Regions from separate parts of the Muntiacus reevesi genome. Here region 2 is linked to region 1. The links are chromatin contacts, called in public Hi-C maps. All regions are on one chromosome and are shown on one strand. Each heading gives the region's core, a stretch centred on a gene start, on an enhancer-like site or on the middle of the called end of the contact. The rest is flanking DNA. Distances are from core to core; before and after follow the strand shown. Region 1 holds the start of RPS6 (ribosomal protein S6). Region 2 holds the start of HAUS6 (HAUS augmin like complex subunit 6).

What was found. A called contact is a pair of places that touch in the nucleus more often than the background predicts.
Region 2: a Hi-C map of muscle shows a contact between it and region 1, with 6 times the contacts expected there. The contact joins the promoter of HAUS6 here to the promoter of RPS6 in region 1. A contact is called at or near these places in 2 of 3 Hi-C or Micro-C datasets (blood and muscle).

The regions. Positions count from the first base shown.
Region 1 is chr17:23,515,186-23,521,789 of mMunRee1.1, reverse strand. RPS6 (ribosomal protein S6) reads right to left here and starts at 3,774. Exons shown (of 6, transcript XM_065908258.1): 1 at 3,670-3,774; 2 at 3,045-3,176; 3 at 2,304-2,514; 4 at 2,000-2,146. The coding sequence starts at 3,675.
Region 2 is chr17:23,721,814-23,728,417 of mMunRee1.1, reverse strand. It overlaps HAUS6 (HAUS augmin like complex subunit 6), which reads right to left and starts at 3,515. Exons shown (of 17, transcript XM_065908446.1): 1 at 3,103-3,515. The coding sequence starts at 3,230.

The sequences.
Region 1 (6,604 bases), core at 2,525-5,024:
GATATCCCTTCCATAACTACATTGTCTTGGTAGGGTATCATGTGTCTATATCATAAGACATGTGAGCATTATTTTAAAACAGTATTTAATTTGTCATGAAAACTTAAAGCATTAACTGCATCACTATCCCACCCACCATGCTTTGAAGTCCCAATTTGTTCTCAAATTTCTATTTTCCAAGACAGGACCTGCTTATCTGCTTCTGAGGAGTAAAACCATCAACATTCATTAATTTCTTTTGCAATGCTGTGCTGCTTGTAGGAACTTAGTTCCCCAACCAAGATTTGAATCTAGGCCACCACAGTAAAAGCAGAGTCCTAATCACTGGACCACCAGCAAATTCCTAAAGTATCTTCATCGAGCCTGTCTGGATTATAAATCCGCTTCAGAGCAGGAGTCTTTTCAGATGTAATGGTTTTAGTTTGTGGACCCCTGTGAGAGCAATAAACACTCCATATATATAGTCTAAGACTAAATGCTCAATTTTCCAGGTTCTGCTAAATGATAAAGGAGTTATAAAGAAACAAGAACCATCTTATAAATACTATGAACTAGCACTTACTAATGTTATTTCCAGGAGTGCGACTACAATTACTTTTTAAAGTGTATGATCTTCATGAGAATAATTGTGTATTTACACCATATCTTCAGTACTTAATAGAACCTGGCACAGAGAAGGTTTCCAAATACTTGGAATGAGTGACCAATAAGCACTTAACACATGCCAGGTATTAATTAGCTTATTTAAGCCCACAGTCCTGGACACCAATACCCCAATTTTTTCTGATTTGTCAGGAAAACTCAACCTGAAACTAACATGTTATTTATGATGATGTGTTATATTGACTAAAGAACAATATACCTGCTTAAAATATAAAACACCAAGTTTTCTTGAAAGAACTAAAAATTGAGTTTCCATATGATCCAACAATCTCACTCCAAGGCATATATCCAGACACGATTGTAATTCAGAAAGACACAAGCACCCCTAAGTTCACAACAGCACTATTCTCAATCGCCAAGACAGGAAAACAACGTCCATATCCACCAACAGACGAATGGACGTCATACATACATACAGTGAAACAGGAAGTACAAAAAATGAGCGTCATCTGCAGCAACATGGATGATCACACCGCGTGAAGCCACAGTTAAGACAAATACCATATCACTTATATGTGGATTCTAAAATACAACACAAACTCTACAAAACAGACTCACTGTCACAGAGAACAGACTTGTGGTTGCCAAGAGGTTGGGTGTGGAGGGATGGATTTGGAGTTAGGGATTCTCAGATGCAAATTATTACACATGGAATAAAGTCCTATACACATGGAATAAAGTCCTACTCATATCATAGCACAGGGAACTATATTCAATAACCTGAGATAAATCATAACGGAGAGGATTTTACATATAACTGAATCACTTTGCTGTACAACAAAATTAACTAACAAAGCATTTTTATAGTTAAGTCAACTATACTTCAACATAATAGTTATATATATATATATATATATAAAATGTCCCCTGGTACCTTGAATGGTTTTCTAATTCGCAAAGCTATCGCTATCCACATTCAGAAGTTAAAGCAACTTACGTTAATGAAAGCATCAGCTTAACTTCATCAACTTCAGTAAACAAAAAATTAGAACCACTGATATGTTAACAAAGCAAGTGTGTGACCATGAGAGCATATTCAATCACAATCCCAGACTTTTCTCCTGACCCCAAAGCAATGAACTTAAAACATCTGAGAAGTTATCTTTCAATGAACTCATACAATGACTCAAAAGCAAATTTTCAAGAAAAATTCTAACACTATAGGGTACTGGTTATGAGGATTAATTCCAATTGCATATCTTGACCCTTTTCCACACTAATTTCCTAAAAACGCATATTCTAGGTAAATAGTAGGCAGAGATTTGCTTCCAACATGCATACAGAATGGTACAGCTAATGAAATTAAGAAAGCCTTATATTGCATAATCTTTCATACCTTCTTTGTTTAGGGGCTTTCGCACAACATACTGGCGGACATCATCTTCTTTAGAGAGATTGAAAAGTTTGCGGATTCTGCTAGCTCTTTTGGGACCCAGGCGACGAGGCACTGTAGTATCAGTGAGTCCAGGAATATCCTTCTCCCCTAAAAGAAAAAAGTGAACAAACATTTTTAATTCAACAACTTCCTTAAAAACAAGAACCCTAATCTGTTCAGGCATTGCCAAAGCCAAGTCCACTTTCAAAGACAATCAGATTTAAGTCAGTGTTGACAAAAATAAACTCCAGAATAAAAGGCTCACCTTTTTTCACGATGACCAAGTTGAGAACACTCAGATTGGCATCCACAATGCAACCCCGTACGGATTTGCGCTTTCTCTCTCCAGTCCTCCTTGGTCTGTAACAGGAATGCCCCTTACTCAGTAGCAGGCGAACTCGGCCATGGGTCAAGACACCCTGCTTCATGGGGAAACCCTGCTTATCATTCCCGCCACTGATTCGGACCACATAACCCTGCAAGAGAACACGATGACACATTTAAAACAAAGGATTGTGGCCTCTAAGAAGTACACCCTTAATTCTGCTTAGTACCATTCATTAAGACCGATTTGACACCTTAAATAGTTTCCTCCAATCACTAAATTTTGTCTGTACTTCCAGTTTCCCAAGTTAGATTAGCAAAATCTTTTCAATCAAGACATATTTCTAGCCTATACTTTACCAAAGTTAACAACTCTTAGGGTAGAAAGAGTATGTTATGAAACCAAAGTATCAAGGAACTATAAATCAGAAACAACCCTTCTTGGCACTTTTGAAGATCCCTTTGGAGACCTTTAGCTTGCAGGTCAAGAACGATATATTTTCATTTGATCTACATAAACACAACCCTGCCGGGTGATAGCGTCACCTTATAAAGTGACATTTGGAACTAAAGTTGGGAAACGGAACCCGAGTGTGAACCCCATTACACTTATCAATTACCAATAACGTTTACCACCTCTCTTAAATAGAGCTAACAATTCAACTCGACAGTCAACTTTTACCTTCCATTCTTCACCCAGAGCGTCAGCAGCAACTTCTGTGGCCATACGCTTCTCGTAGAAGGTACGAAGTTTTCGTTCATCGTCCACTTCAATGAGCTTCTGGCAGCCAGTGGCCGGGAAAGAGATGTTCAGCTAAAAATTGTAAACGAGGGGGAAAAGAACTTCATGAAAATCGCAGAACCACTAGAAAGGTTATTCCATAGCAAAAAGCCTTTCCTGTCACCCCCACACAACAGAAAATTTGATTATATTCTCTAAAGGACACGTGCAAGGAGCCACAAACACGGCACTAAAAGTAGGACCCATCTTGCAAGGCCGCCACGGACAATTACGGCCCACAGTCGTTCACTCTCAGATCAAGGAGCCTGACCTACTTGCCGTCAGCCCGGCCATCTCTGTCCTGCCTGGGAGTCAAGACGCCACCATGGCGTTCCCCGACCGGCGTAGCTCCAGCTGCAATCGCTCGCCATCCGCTCTCCCATAGAGATCCGGCCCCAGAAGAGCGACCCTTCTCCTGCCTCAGACACTTCTCCATCCAGGGCCAGGATTTTGGAGCGCAACGACACATCGTGGGGCTTGATCCACGTTTCACAAGCCTACCCGAACACCCGCCACTAGTTCCTACCTTCATTCTGAAGTGGCCGACAGCCTCCGAGGCGCCACGAAAAAGAGACCCAACTTCCGCTTAGCCCAGGTCACATAGGCTCTTTCAGTTCTCGCGAGATGTGCAGACGCCAGGGATAGTAGACGTAAGTATTGGTAGGCAGTACTTCCGGGGTGGGGCTAATCAGCGGTTGGGAGATAAGAGTCGGTGGGCGGTGCATGCGAAGTGGCACAGGTTTAGTACGGGAGATTAGTCTTTCTACTTCTTGTTCCTTCCCGTACGATTCTGGGTTAGGGAGCAACTCTGCTCGGTCCCGGACACTGCTTCTGATGATATCAAGGAAGGAGGCGGGATCGGAGTTCGACTGTCCTGCGCTCTCCTGTACCTCAGGCTCTATCCGAAGATTTCCAGTTTAGGAGCGTGCCCTGCCCTGGGTCCGGTCTTGAAAAATTGTGCTTTGTTTTTTCTTAAATACTTGATCATCCACTTGTCCTTTAACCGCTTTGCAGTCATCGTTCTGTCACGTGCGTGCGTGCTAAGTCCCTTGGGTCGTGTCCGACTCTTGCGACCCCATGGAATGAAGCCCTCCAGGCTCCTCTGTCCATGTGATTCTCCAGGCAAGAATACTGGAGTGGGTTGCCATGCCCTCCTCCAGGCGATCTCCCAGACCCAGGGATGGAACCCGCATTCCTTCCGTCTCCTGAATTGGCAGGCGGGTTCTTTACTGCACTAGCGCCACCTGCAGTTCTACCACAGAAAGATGCATTCAGCCAGCCTGTCTTGCAAGCCGTTTAACGTAACCATAGTTACTCCCAGTCCTGGTGCCTGTTAAAGAACCTCTCTGCTTTCTGCCTTTTCCCTGCGATCTTTTTAAAACGCGAAGTTCTGTCACTCCATTGTTGGAGAAGCACAATTTATTTCCCACTGCAATTAAATACTTTCCAAACTTCTTAACCTACTTTCATATATTTTCCACAATCCAAAGTTCAGCTATTGCCATTTGTTAATGCCATGCAAGGCGGAGAAGGAAATGGCAACCCACTCCAGTATTCTTGCCTGGAGAATCCCAGGGACGGAAGCCTGGTGGGCTGCCGTTTATGGGGTCGCACAGAGTCGGACACGACTGACGTGACTTAGCAGCAGCAGCAGTCCTTGCTAAGAGAAGCCTTTGCTGACCACACATCCAGAAATTGTATTCCTCTCCTCTAGTGTAGCACTATTTTCCTTTATTTAATCATGATACATAAATGGTTTGCTTATGGTCTATCTGCATACTAGATGGTAAATTAGGCTAGGTCTGATAACTTCACTATGGTATACTCAGGAAGCAGTAAAATGCATGGCACTTAATAAGTAAGGCTCAATAATATTGTGTGATCATAACCCTAGTTTTGATATGTATTAGTCTTTCAGAGTGTGGTAGTATGGAGCCAGCCAGCAGAGGAAGAATGAGTTGAGTGTATTACAGTAAATTTTGAATCAGCAATAATTCAGCTCTTAATAGAACAGAAAGATGTGGAGAAAACACGGTGCATTTGATAGTCCTCCAGAACATTGTTGGGAGAATGAGAATCCAGATGATCTAACTTTGAAACCCACAGTACCCTGAAGAATGGAACACTTACTATCTATTACATATTTACTCCATATTTTTTCCTCAAGAAAAAAAAACCCTGCGTTTAAAATAAATGTTTACTTTCCAAGATTATCACATCCATCTTCTGCTTCAGTATCACAGTTTTGAGTTTAGGTCCACTTCACATTCAAAGCTGAAAGATTCTATTAAACCCTATTTGTGTGGTAAGTCACTTCAATTGTGTCCAACTCATTGCAACCTTGTGGACTGTAGCCCATCAGGCTCCTCTGTCCATGGGATTCTCCAGGCAAAAATACTGGAGTGGATTGTCATGCCCAACTCCAGGAGATCTTCTTGACCCAGGGATTGAACCCGCCACTCTTATTTTTTTTTTTTTTTCTTTTTTTTCTTTTTCCAAGACAGTTTCTCCCTTAAAGTCCGTCTGCCTTGGTGGGCTTGATCAGGTGCGGATGAAAACACAGATGGGTTAAATACCCCATGTCCCAGGCCATCTCTGGAAAAGCCAATTCATACTCACTTCTGTATCCCCCTCCTTCTAGCCTAACAATTCCGAGGGGTCAAGAATTTCACAGCCGACAGGACACCTCCTGGGGGAGGGCAGAATATGAGCATACAAGGACCAGTTTCCTATACTAAAAATCCCCTGGCGATCGCTTGGTAATAACTTTCCCCGAGACAGCGTGGACACACCTCCTAAATGACCTTCACAAATTACCTTTTTAAACCCTAGCACGCTCGCCGACCTGTGTACCAAGCAATCGCCGCCTGCCTATTCCAGGCTCCTGTGGGTCCCCGCTCCTTCTAGTCCCTCCCAGGGGGGTGATCAGGCCCCTTCTTCCACCCTACTGGGTGGGTTCCTCATCATATGAGCGCTCAGTTCCCCTGCTGCCATTCACTACCTGCTAATATGAAAGGTCCGGGCGTTGAGAAGCAGAATCCTTTCAGAGGGGCGAGGTGCCTTCCCCCTTCTAGGAGATTCAAGCTACAAAGCCTCGGGGTGACCTCAAATGAGACCAGTCTCCTCAAAGTGAGGAGTTTCACGGCCCATGCACCAAATGTTATAGCTTTGTTTTCCGAGAAACAAACTCACTCAGGAGGACAATACAGATAGTGAGTGGATTGCAGTTTATTACACCGGCGGGCCCAAGGCAGAGTCTCCTCTTAGCCAAGGGCCTGAACCCGCCACTCTTATATCTCCTGCATTGGCAGTTAGGTTCTTTACCACCTGGGAGGCCCAAATCCTGTTTGATCATCTGATATTAATGTGAAAAATGTGCCCAAATGATGCATTTAAATTCAGTATATGTAGTTTTTGTTGTTAAGGTGAAATCGACATAGCATAAAACCATTCATTTTTGT
Region 2 (6,604 bases), core at 2,266-4,765, 210 kb before region 1:
AACTGTACTTGCAGCTTTAACATGAAGTATTTTATTTAATCTCAACAACATTAGAAAGTAGTTTTATTTTCCTCATAATACAGATGACATAACAAATAGATCTAAGTACCTCGGTGAACACAAAAAGCTATTTTCCTGAAATAAACTTTTTAAGTTGAAAAAATATTAACATTAAAATTCCCACGCTTAACATTTTGTCAAACAACTCTTATCCTTGGAATGTTTCTATTCCTCAAAAAAATACAAATAAAGTTCCTACCTCCTTATCCTCTCTCAAACCTGTTATTTTTTTTTCCATAGTACCCTGTTCTCTTCAACACTTCTAATTTTTAAAAAGATAACCTTTAAAGAAAGGTTTGTTCACCCACCAGACTAAAATTTTATAAGGTAAAAGTTTATGTTTGTTCTGTTCACCACTGTATACCCAGGTCCAATACTGTGTTCAATTAATATCTGTTGAGTAAACAAGTGAATGAATCACCTTTTCTTTCCATTCCCACTGCCTTCCGTAGTTTAGGTCTACCTAACTGCAAAGCCACTCTAATCCATTCTCTGTAATGCAACCAGCGTGATTTTTCCAAAATGCAAATCTCTGGGGCAAATATCTAGCAATGGAATTACTTGATCATATGTTAAGTGTACATTTAACTTTACAAGCAAAGTGACTATGCAATTCCATGCTCACAGAAACTAGGAACACATAAAATTTTGCACCAACATATATAAGTGAATCTGGGACTTCCCTGATGGTCCAGTGATTAAGACTCCACACCCCACTGCACAGGGTGTGAGTTCGATTCCTGGCCAGGAAACTAAGATCCCTGCATGCTGCATGATACACACAGCACAGCCTCTGTGTGTGTGTGTGTGTGTGTGTGTGTGTGCGCGCACACACACACACACACACACACACACACATGCATATTAAAAAGCAAAGACATTACTTTGCCAACAAAGTTCCATCTAGTCAAAGCTATGGCTTTTTCCAGTAGTCATGTATGAATGTGAGAGTTGGACTATAAAGAAAGCTAAGTGGCAAAGAATTGATGTTTTTGAACTGTGGTGTGGGAGAAGGCTCTTGAGAGTCCCTTGGACGGTATGGAGATCAAACCAGTCAATCCTAAAGGAAATCAGTCCTGAATATTCATTGAAAGGACTGATGCTAAAGCTGAAACTCCAATACTCTGGTCACCTGATGAGAAGATCTGCCCCTGACCCTGATGCTAGGAAAGACTGAAGGCAGGAGGAGAAGGGGACGACAAGAGGATGAGATGGCTAGATGGCATCACCTACTCAATGGACATGAGTTTGAGCAAGCTCCGGGAGTTGGTGATGGATAGGGAAGCCTGGCACACTACAGTCCATGGGGTCACAAAGAATTGAACACGACTGAGTGACTGGACTGAACTGAAGTGACGTGTGTGTGTGTGTGAGAATCAAATAAGTGAATCAAATTTTTTTAAATTTTAAAGCAAATTTGATGCCACATTCATGCTTAAAGAATTTTAAAGGGGATGTCTGTTTCAAAAGAGTAGATTCCTCCCACTAACCGAGAGGACTCTAAAGGCATGGTGGGGGAGGTGGGGGGGGGGTGGAAATCTATGACAATGTTTAAAAAAAAAAAAAAGATCATCACTGAACCAAAACTTGACTGATTTTAGTTAATTTTCAAAGGCAGAAAGCAGACTGCAATTGTATAAACCAGGGCAGAGAAAACACTAAGATTGCCAAAAGAATAGAGAGGATACACTGACAATGGGAATCATTCTCAGTGGAGGCCTCAAGAAGATTTAAACTCCTCTGCCATATTTTGGGGCATCAAGTCATGTGAGATAAATGGAACATTTATTAATACATAATCATAACTTGATAAATGCTACCCATTGGATGTCAATTTTTAGGCTAGAGGAAGCATTTCTATATATAAAAAGTAGTAACTTCTAAACAAATAGTTCCCCAGCAAAACTATTATAATTACAGCTCTAAACCTTGACAGCAGGTGCTCACTTGTATCCCACCAACTGGAGCACTGTCGGGCTCCTCCATCCATGGGACTCTCCAGGCAAGAAGGTTGGAGTGGGTTGCCATTTCCTTCTCCAGGGGATCTTTCCCACCCAGGGTTCCAACCAGTGTCTCTTACATTGGCAGGCAGACTCTTTACCACTGAGCCACCAGGGAAGCCCTACACCCATTTTACTGATGAGGAAACTAAGGCACAGAGAGGTTAGGAGTCCCTAAACCTTGACAGTAAAACAATTTTAATACAGCTGAAAAAGTCAAGAAAAGGGAGAAGGCAAAAGAGGGTAGGTAAGTGTAGATGAACTAATTTTCGTATAAAGAAAAAGCCACCTCCATTGTGAAATTACTTAGCGGGAAATCAAGAGATATTTTTAAGATTTATACATCAAGAAATAGAGGACTATGCACATTATTTAAATAATGACACAAGAAGGATGGAAATAACGTAATTACAAAAGTCAAGAAGATTGAGAATAGGAAATAGTCTATGTATCCCAAATTTTCGTTGGCCTTCAGTGGGAAAGATAATACTGGGTAAAGTTGCTAAGACACAGAAATATAAACAAAGTTTCTTTTTATAATGAGACTGTAACATTTGTAGCAGAGTAGGAAGGAGCATTTACTTTTCAGCTTAGTACCACCCTCCACTGTTTTTTTGCTAACTGTGGCGTCCTTCAGTCTAATCCAATAAGTAAAATGTATAAACTAAAGAGCAACTAATTTAAAAAGGCCGCCTTGAGTCCTAACGGCGTTTCTATACAATGGAAGGCGTTGGCTCTCCGTTACCAAATCGCCACCTCTCCCTCGTCTACACAGACCAACCAGCTTCACGACCAAACCAGGCCTAAGCCGCCCCTCCAGTTTCGCCCCTGCAGCAGACTCTACTCCCTACAAAGTGCTCCCGGCAAGGCTCCATAACGGACAGTCCCTGCCGCCAGGTCAGCTGCCGCTGGAAGCAGAGGCTTTCTAGCCAGTGCCGGACCACAGTAACCGACTACTTATCAACCCGCCGGTAGCAACAGGGCGGGCTGCGCCAACGGAACCAGTCTCAGACTCCCCCGCCGCCAGCCCAGTCCTCCTTACACTCCGAAGTGCGCGTGTGACACAGTATTTCCACAGGCTATGGTCTCCAGACAAGGCTCGAAGCCGAGCGCCTGCAGGTACATCCACAGACGCGCCTTTTCGAAAGAAGTGACCCAGGCCGAGCTCATCTTCGCGGTAGCCAGGGCCCGGCAAAGAAAGAAAGCACAGGCTCCAGGGACTGAGAGGGCCCTTCAGGCTTCTTCCCTAAGGGCAGCCTAAGGTGGCGGCGGCCCCTCCATTGCCATTGATCCTCTCTCGTTCGGAGCCATTTCGCCTCAAATGGCCTCAAGTAGCCTGAAATCCTAAAGTCTCGGGAAAATAGAACCTCTAACTGTAGTACCGCACAGCGGCCAGAGCGAAGACACCACAAACCGAGCGTCCCGCGCTTCCGGAAGACGCCGCCTGGCTGCCGGGGGAGGACGGGCTTCCTGAGAGGATTGTATCTCCCGCCATGCAATGCGCCCTCCCCTCGGTCTTTTCCGCGCAAGACCGACGGAGAACAACAAGACCCACAAGGCTTTGCGGGGCTGGCGAACTTTCTCGCGCTTGCACGGCATTCTTTGGCTTCGCGCTTTCTGACTCTTTTTGTCTGAGCTCTGTGGTTCCTTTTGCTCGTATATGCCTACTACGTCAGATAAAAACCACAGGCCGTAAAAAAAAAAAAAAAAAAAAAAACACCACAGGCTGTTATTCAGTGTAGTAGAAAAAGCATTGGATTTCTTCCTCAGCTATTCTCAGTATATGTGTAACCCTGAGCATGTCGCCTTATTTCTGAGCGTCGGGTCTATTATTAACAAAATCTTCTATGCCCTAAAGGACTGAATGTTCCTTTCAGCTCCTTGCTTTAAGAAATCTGGCTCTCCCCTACGCATATACCTTTCCACTGCAGCCCTGTCAATTGATTGCTTTCTCCTCTACATGCCATATATCAATACAACGGGACCTGGAAATGGGATGGGTCCTACTTATTTCTCATCACCAGTTTAGGCATTATTGCCTCACTAGAATCACCAGCTTATTTGAAATGTATGCTGTCACCTTCAACTCTTCCTTGTGAAGGCCAAGTACAAGATCTCCAGGTTGCTTGACCTTGTTCTGAAATTTCGCATTTAATTCTGTCTCTCCAACGTTACTCCTGTATAATTTTTGATGATTTCAGTATCCATGTAGGCGACCTTTCCAATGCCCTGGCCTCTCAGTTTCTTGACCTCTTCTCAGCACCCTCGCCCCCTTCTCTTTGCCAGGTTTATCTGGCAGAAAACAAATCGCTGTTAAATCAGTTTTCTGCCTACTCCATACTGAAGTTTAGCAGTTAAATGCAATCATGATGCCTGGTGTCATCTAAAATTCATGACAACTGAAGTAGACTCTTAGGCCTGCCTGCTCCACCCTACTATTTTTCCCAAATCTGACTCTCCATACAATTATACCTATATTCTTCCCTCTCTTAATCTTCCAGTAACCTTCTTCCTCCTCACTCTCAATGATGAACTTTGTTCTTAGTTGATAGATGCTTCCCAAAAAGAACCTCCGTCAACAATTTACCAGTCTGCCTATATCTATGCCCATATAGACTTCCTTGTCTCGTTAATCTGGGTGATTCAGGGTGTAGCTACCTAAGACCAAGCCTCTCCTCATTCAATATACTGTATTCCTTTTCTCACACTCAAGGAATTTGCTCCAGTATTTGTCCTCTACTCTCTCCCTCATCATCAGTTCTCCCCGCAGTATATAAACATGCTGTTAATATCTTTCATCATTTAAAAAAAAAATTTCCTTTGACCTCAGTGGCTTTCAAGCTACCAGTCCATTTCTTATCACAGTGAAACTTCTCCAAAAAGTTACCTATATACACCTCACTGCTAGTGGTAACTTACAAAAGCCACTTGAATCAATTAGTGTTCTTTTGTTGCAGGCAGCAAAAATGACTCTGAAGGGGTTTTATTGGGGGGATATTGAAGGGCATATATGAAGAATGGAAAGATCAAATATTAATAATGCTCAGAAAATGGCAGGCCCATGTGTCACTTCAATCAAGATTTATATCCCAGGAAGTCCAATTTACTTTTTAAAAATAGTTTAATGTGTTTATATAGGTGAACATCCTCATAAATCAAGTGAGAAATAAATGTTTTCCATCTATTCCAGAAACTTCTCCTTTCCTGAAAAGTCACCACTATCCTCATTTTTAAAATAATAACTTCCTAGCATTTTCTTGTAGTTTGACTGTTCATCCTTCCCTAGACACTATAATTCAGTCTTGCTTTTTTAATTTGTCTTCCTTTTTTTTAAAATGAGTCTTTCTAGGGTCTCTTTGTTTTACATTTTTATTGGATTATAGTGGATATACATTGTTGTGTTATTTTCAAATATTCAGCCAAGTGATTAAGTTACACATATACATATATCCATTGTTTTTCTTAGATTCTTTTTTTTTTTTTTTTTAAGATTCTTTTCTCATATAGGCCATTACAGAGTATCGAATAGAGTTCCCTCTGCTATACAACAGGTTTTTATTAGCTACCTATTTTATATATAAGGGCTTCCCTTGTGGCTCAAGCAGGAGATGCAGGTTTGACCCACGGGTCCAGAAGATCCCCTGGAGAAGGAAATGGCAACTCTCTTCAGTTTTCTTGCCTGGGAAATCCCATGGACAGAGGAACCTAGTGGGCTACAGACTATGAAGTCGCAAAGAGTCGGACACGACTTAGTAACAGACATTCACTGTCACTTTTCACTTAATTTTATATATAAGTTCAGTTCAATTCAGTCACTCAGTCGTGTCCCACTCTTTGCGACCCCATGAATCTCAGCATGCCAGGCCTCCCTGTCCATCAGCAATTCCCAGAGTTTACTCAACCTCATGCCCATCGAGTCAGTGATGCCATCCAGCCATCTCATCCTCTGTCATCTCCTTCTCCTCCTGCCCCCAATCCCTCCCAGCATCAGGGTTTTTCCAGTGAGTCAACTCTTCGCATGAGGTGGTCAAAGTATTGGAGTTTCAGCTTCAGCATCAGTCCTTCCAATGAACACCCAGGACTGATCTCCTTTAGGATAGAGTGGTTGGATCTCCTTGCAGTCCAAGGGACTCTCAAGAGTCTTCTCCAACACCACAGTTCAAAAGCATCAATTCTTCAGCGCTCAGCCTTCTTCACAGTCCAATTTTCACATCTATACATGACCACTGGAGAAACTATAACCTTGACTAGACAGACCTTTGTTGGCAAAGTAATGTCTCTGCTTTTTAATGTGCTGTCTAGGTTGGTCATAACTTTCCTTCCAAGGAGTAAGTGTCTTTTAACTTCCTGGCTGCAATCACCATCTGCAGTGATTTTGGAACCCCCCAAAAAAAGTCTGACACTGTTTTTACTGTTTTTCCATCTATTTGCCATGACGTGATGGGACCAGATGTCATGATCTTAGTTTTCTGAATGTTGAGCTTTAAGCCAACTTTTTCACTCTCCTTTCACTTTCATCAAAAGGCTTTTTAGTTCCTCTTCTC